Regions from separate parts of the Capsicum annuum genome. Here region 1 is linked to region 2. The links are chromatin contacts, called in public Hi-C maps. All regions are on one chromosome and are shown on one strand. Each heading gives the region's core, a stretch centred on a gene start, on an enhancer-like site or on the middle of the called end of the contact. The rest is flanking DNA. Distances are from core to core; before and after follow the strand shown.

Region 1 (3,453 bases), core at 307-2,806, 150 kb before region 2:
AGGAAAAAGGCACCTCGGTCCTCCCCCCCCCCCCCCCCCCCCCCCCCCCCCCAAAAAACAAAAAAAAATGCTCCAAATACAACATTGTTAGAAGTTCATTTGAGGAGTGGTTAGTCATTGAAGCTACGTGAATTTCAAACCGAGTGCTTCACCTCTCTTAAGCAGCACTTTAGTGCAGGTTCGTTTCACTAAGGTGTGTGCTTCATCACCCACAAACCCCTACCTTGAAAATAGTAGCACTAGACTATATATATACATCTTGGCAAAGTGACATCAGTTGTCTAAACAACACCATGAATAAATTTAATAGTTATCAGGAAAAGAAATTTAAAAATTTAATACAAGATTAATCATCTAAAGTGAAGTAGAAATTTAAAACTGAATCTTCAAACTACATCAGCATTAAATGGTTTTGAACTTACTTTACATACTCTATTTGACATATTTCACTTCACTTTTTCTTGCATTACACATTCGTGCTTGTGCATTGATGAAATTATTTTTCTTCATTGCCCATATAATTATGAAACACACTTCAATAACACTTAAAAACACAACAAGCTTTCGACACTTTCTTATGCTTTTAATTTTGACAACACTCTTACAACTAGTAAATAATTAGTTTCCCTATTGATAAAACTATCACATGCCTCACTTGTCACATATTCAAGAATTGTCTATAATAAGAGGGACTTATCGAACGAGAATTTGTGCCGGCATAGGAGCTTTCACAAAATACTTTCTTTGTGCACAATAGCTATCAAATTTAGCAATTATGATTATATTTCATCTAAATATAAATTCAAGAATTGTGTATAACAAGAGGGACTTCTCGAATAAGAATTTGAACCCTCTTAGGAGCTTTAATAAACACCTTCTTCGTGCACAATAGCTATCAAAGAGCAATTATAATCATAGAAATTCAATATTGAAGCAAACCGATATCCCTAAACAGACCATGAACACAAATACATTAGAAAAAAACTAAAACCCACAAATTCTAACAGAATCCCATGTTCAAATACATAAAAATATTGCCTTTTTCAAAAATTTAGAATCACCTATAGATTCTTAACACAATTCACATATCAAAACACATCAAGACTATGCTTTTCAAGAAATTACAATTACCCTTTCAATAAAAAAGCTCATAAATGTAAGTCAAACAAAGAATAACAAAAGAAAAACACAAAATTTAGAACTACCATTTCATGAAAAAGCTGAGAATTGAAGATTTAGAAAGGAAAAAGAAGAGATTAAAAAGGGAAAAGAAATTTACCAGGTAGAAGGAATGAGAGAGAAGTGAGGGGTGATTAGTGGTGATTAGTTAAAAAAGACACGCCCTAAAATTATGGGTACTAAAAAAGAGGGGTTAGTCAATGAGCCTTATGACAAAATTAAAATGTGGGATATATTTGGTGAGTACGTAAAATAAACTGATGGTGCAAACACATGGAAGTGTAAAAAAAAATCCAGAGAGGTGATAGAGTCACCATGTGGAAACATCTGGAAACCCCCTACCACCCCTTCTCATCCATACATGTCCAAATGGTTATAGGTTTCTTTTTTAAAAAATAAATCAAATCATCCTCAATTTATTGTCAAAACTTACTTTAAATTCTAAACTAATCGTCTAATTATATACCCCTTAAAAAACTTTAAACTGAATTTTATACCATCCAAAAATGTTATACCACTTTCATTACAGAGAGTGTAATACACTCTCGTCATATTAGAGTCACGTCAATAATTTTTTTTTAATAATTTTCAAACCAATTATATATATATAGATTTGAAAATTATTAAAAAAAATTATATATATATATATATGCATGTATATATTAAAAAAAATTATTTCTAACCTTATTCTTTAGCTTCTCCGGCACCCCACCCCCATACTATGCACCATTTTCCATCTTCTCCAGCGCCCTCACCCCATCACCATTCTTCATCTTCTCATCCCACCCCAGCCACTTTTCCACCACCAAATTGAGCTTCACCAGCTCTCATCCCCCTTTCTTATTCTTTTTTGTTGAACTTTTTTTTTAAATTCTAAACTTAAATTTTTGAAATTTGGTTTATGAAAATTTAAACTTCGATGAGATTGTATTTTGTTAGTGAATTGGCTGTGGATTTTAGATTTTTCACACAGATTCAATAGTCTCACTATCATTCTTTTTGATGTTGTGAAATTGCATTTTGATTTGTTGAGCAATAATTGTTTATCTTTCTAACCCAACTCGAATTTTGGCATAGGATACTATTGTCTATCTTTATTTGATGGAAAATTAATACTTGATTACTTGATTCTTGTCTTCTGCTAATGTTTGGATTCGATTAAGAACTCGCAATGGACAAATAAAAAAGTTGGAGAAGACAACCAAATTAAAAATAAAAATTAAAAAGTGGGACCACATAAAAAGTTTTAAAAAAATTAAGTAAGATACTAAATAAAAGAATATTAAATATATTAGTTATATGTTATCAAATAAAATAACGACACCTGTATGATTATATTAATTCAGATTTTCTTTCTCTTTTTTTACACGATTTTTGGAAAATGAATACACTCTCTCTGTTAAGGGGTGAATTTAATTCAGTTCAGAGTTCTTAAAGGGGGTATATGATTATCCGATTAGTTTAGAGTCTAAAGTAAGTTTTGATGACAAGTTGGGAGGTGATTTGATGTATTTTCTCTTTTTTTTTTCCATCTTTCTTCTACTTTTCACTTTACAACATTAATTACACATGTTTTTCGCATATGTAAAGTTTAATTATTTAAAATTAAATAATTTTATTTATTATGAAAATTTTAAATAAAATATAAAATTTGAATAATTTTTCAAAAATTATTCACACTTTTAATATAAATATAAATATATATTTTAGAATAAGAACATATATATTTTATCACTAGAAATTTCAAATATTTGATGGATTAATCACTTTTGTGTTTGTAATGCAGTACCTCATTCTCTTGTTGCCAAAAGCTAAGAGAGAAGCATCAATTTAAATCATATTTGTGGTACGGTTATATTTCTTTTTTTTATTCTATATTTAAAATCTTTCCTAATTTTTTAAAGTCAAATATTTATAAAATCATTGATTACATTCTTATTACGTACTTAAAACTTTTAAAATTTTGATACTTCTTAACTTTTTCTTATTCTAATATTTTTTATATTTATTTCTAATTTTTCAAATCTTCTAAAATAAATTTAGTTGATTTAGAATTCTTAAACTAATGAAAAAAAAAACATTAGTTGTCATTAATTCTGATGACTGCTAATAAAGAAAAGTTTTATCATAAATATATTTAATTAATTTTCACTTGTTAAATATTAGGAAAAATCATGAAAAGACGATTATGTCTAAAGCAAAAACTTTAAATGAAGGGCAAAAAGGTTCAAACAATATTTCTATGACCCTTCACATTTTTAATATATTACTAGT
Region 2 (3,396 bases), core at 661-3,160:
GCGCATTCAGCATTCACGTAGGGTCTGGGAAGGTACCCTAATGCAAGCATTAGCGGCTTCTTCCACGGCTGGAACCAGTGACCTATAGGTCACATGGAGACAACTTTACCACTACTCCAAGGCTCCCCTTCAATGATCACACGCTTCAACAATAGACATTAAAAACCACCTTGGTCAGTCATATACATGAGTGGTTCTTACCTTATGGGATCAACTTCAGTGAGTTCTAATAAAGTTCCATTCATTGTGCAGAAATATATTCTCCTGATGTTGATGAACAAATTCAAGGTGTTATTAGCTTAGACTGGAGCTCAGACAAGGAACAACTATCTGCAGTAACATAATTTAACTTTGTTTTTCCTCAATAAAATCCTTAAAATTGAAATAGTCAATCAAATATAATATACCATACTCACTTCCTATCACTGGTTACAACTCCTGATACAATTTGAACTACAGAACTTTGTTCTGTTTCTTTATTTGTTTTATGATCACTTGCTGGTGTAACATTTATCCAAACTGGCTGATCATCACTTAGCTGCAACTGCGTGAAGAACATAGATTACTCTTTTTACACCAAAGGTGATTAAACAATTTCTATTGATAATTATAATCTGCTACAACAACAATAACAACGAGTGCGCTTCAATTCCAAGCAAGGTGTGAACTATGTGAATCCTTGTTATCCATGTCGCTCCATTTAAACCGGACAATCCTAAGTTACAAAGAAGACTCAAAATCTGATATTCACTAAAATTTACACCAAATGAAGACATACAGAAAATATTGATTGAGACTTTTAATCTGACGCTACTGTTATTATTACAACGTCAGCACAGCTATTACGCCTCAATCCCAAGCAAATTGGTGTCAGTTTGCATTCTCACTGTCCATGTCGCCCCATTTAATCCCATCTAATTCCAATATTATAAAAGAGAATTATGATCCTATATTCACTAAAATGTATCAGGTAGTTGAATAAAGGGCATCCCGGTGCACAAAGCATCCCATGTGAGCCTGGAAGGGCCGCACCCAAGGGTATGATATCAACAGCCTACGCTAATGCAAGCATTAGTGGCTGCTACACGTGACCGATAGGTCACATGGAGAAAATTTACTGTTGCTCCAAGGCTCCACTTTTTATCAGATAGTTAAATGATTAGTGATTACCTTATATGTTCATTTGAATGTTCAAAGGTTACCTGATAGAGATATCCTGATTCTGATAGAGCAAGAATTGTCTGATTGACAATGAAAACACAAAGTGCATATCCTGCTGATATTGGCAAGTCATGAGGTGCTATCACCCACTGTAATCCATTCCAAAATCTTTCGTAGATCGATCCACTTACACCAGTAATCCAAATGGATGTTTCAGACATTTTAGTCAAAGAAACTCTTTTTCTCAAAGGGAGATATGAATAAGAATTTTCCTCTTCCTTAAGTTTAGTAGATATCTCCCTTTGTTCAGGTTCTTGATAAGTCTGATCAATTCTATTGACTTTTGTACAGTTATCATTGAAACAAGAAACTAAATCATAAGGCAAACCCACTTGCAACCAACTGTAGGATTGCTCATCATACTCCCAAAACTTGTTGGTTTTCTGCTCAAATTTCCTATGAGTTTGTCTAAAATATTGGTGCACAAAACATGACTCTGACTCTGATTCTGAAAGAGCAACAAAGCCAGAAGATGACAAAATAATGAAAATCTTGAAGAACATGAGATAGAAACAGTAGAACTTGAACAACATGATTCTTGGAGATATAACATCATGAACAAGATATGAAGATACTTAAGTCCATATGGGCCATAGCAAGAATAGACTTCACTTGCACTATTCTAAGGACAGCAGGTACCGTTTTTGGAAGTTACACATATTTCTACCCCAATATTCTTGAAGAGGGGTAGGCCAGGGGAGGTGGGGTGCGTAGGGTATGGGGGTTATGTGTATGTATGTATTGTTAAAACGGAAAAGTGTCAAAATATCCTTTCAATTGAAAATGGGTTAAGAATATCCTTTGTTTATTTATTGGGTCAAAAATATCCCTCCATTTATCTTTTTGGGTTAAATATACCTTTATAATTAATGGAATTTTTTTAAATCATAATTAGAAATTCTATTAAATACATGGCACCTTTCTATTGGTTGTAAATTAAATTAATTAAAATATTAAATTCAAATTCAATTAAAATGCTGACCCATGAAGAGTTTGCGTGGTGTTATTAATATATTCTCATTCAATTTTCATGATTCAACGTTCTTTTTTTCAAACCACTAGCAAATTCAATCATTTTTCTAGCTTGAATCGCGTTCAATTAATAAACACATACATACAATTTCATCTTCAATTGAAATCACTCGATCAAAAATTATTAATTTGACTTTCTAGTAGGCTTGTTAGTTCTGTATCTTGAATCTCGTTCAATTAATAAACATATAAGTGCAATTTCATCTCCAATTGAAATCACTCGATCGGAAATTATTAATTCGACTTTCTAGTAGGCTTGTTAATTTCGCATCTTGAATCTCATTCGATGAGCCTTGCTTTCTAAGGACATGAAAATATGATTAGAATAAATTAGAATAATACAAGCTTTTATTGAGGCACTGAACCAAATATATGTTGCATGTATCAAGCAAGAAACAAACAAATAGGACTTTCTTTTTCGTGAAGTGCTTGTCTCTCTATTAAATGGAAAGTGAATGTATTTATGTGATGTAACTGTCTGGTTCTCGAATAGTATAGTTGTATTCTTCTGATTAAATAGATAACAACAATTTTATCATTCTTTTAAATAATACTTCCTTCGTCTCATATTACTAATTGTCAAAGTTACTGTAAGTATGTTTTTAATATATTTGTCATTTTATAAAATCAGAATAAAATTAGTAATTATTTTTATCTTATTTTTACCTTTTTTATTGATTTTTTTTTAAAAAAATATTTTCGTCTTGTTATTAAATAAAGCTTAATTTATTGTTGGGGTAAGGATAAAATAATAAATGGAGGGAGTATGATTTTAAACCAACAGTCTTTCAAATATTGTCAATAGCGGCACGCAAACTCTCTATGGGTAGGTATTTTAATTGAATTCGAATTTAATTTAATTTATAACCAATAGAAAGGTGCCACGTGTTTAATAGAATTTCTAATTATGGTTTAAAAAAATTCTGTTGGTTATAAGGGTATATTTGACCCAAAAAGGTGGATGGAAGGATATATTTGACCCAATAAATAAACGAAGGGTATTCTTAACCCATTTTCAATACTTGAAGGGTATTTCTGACCCTTTTCCGTTGTTAAAATTAAAAATATCAAGTAGTTTGTTTCAATTATGATGAGGGTAGTTTGAAACTGGTATGTATATAGGTTCTTAAATTCTAACAACCT

Evidence for each region. Hi-C and Micro-C count contacts between places; a contact is called where the count stands out from the background.
Region 1: a contact with region 2 is called in a Hi-C map of placenta, with 2.6 times the contacts expected there. The contact joins the promoter of LOC107847808 here to the promoter of LOC107847923 in region 2. A contact is called at or near these places in 2 of 5 Hi-C or Micro-C datasets (leaf and placenta).

What each region holds. Positions count from the first base shown.
Region 1 is chr11:192,156,942-192,160,394 of UCD10Xv1.1, reverse strand. It overlaps LOC107847808 (nuclear transcription factor Y subunit A-1), which reads right to left and starts at 1,556. Exons shown (of 6, transcript XM_016692307.2): 1 at 1,280-1,556.
Region 2 is chr11:192,005,702-192,009,097 of UCD10Xv1.1, reverse strand. It overlaps LOC107847923, which reads right to left and starts at 1,910. Exons shown (of 9, transcript XM_047399168.1): 1 at 1,203-1,910; 2 at 417-544; 3 at 202-264. The coding sequence starts at 1,754.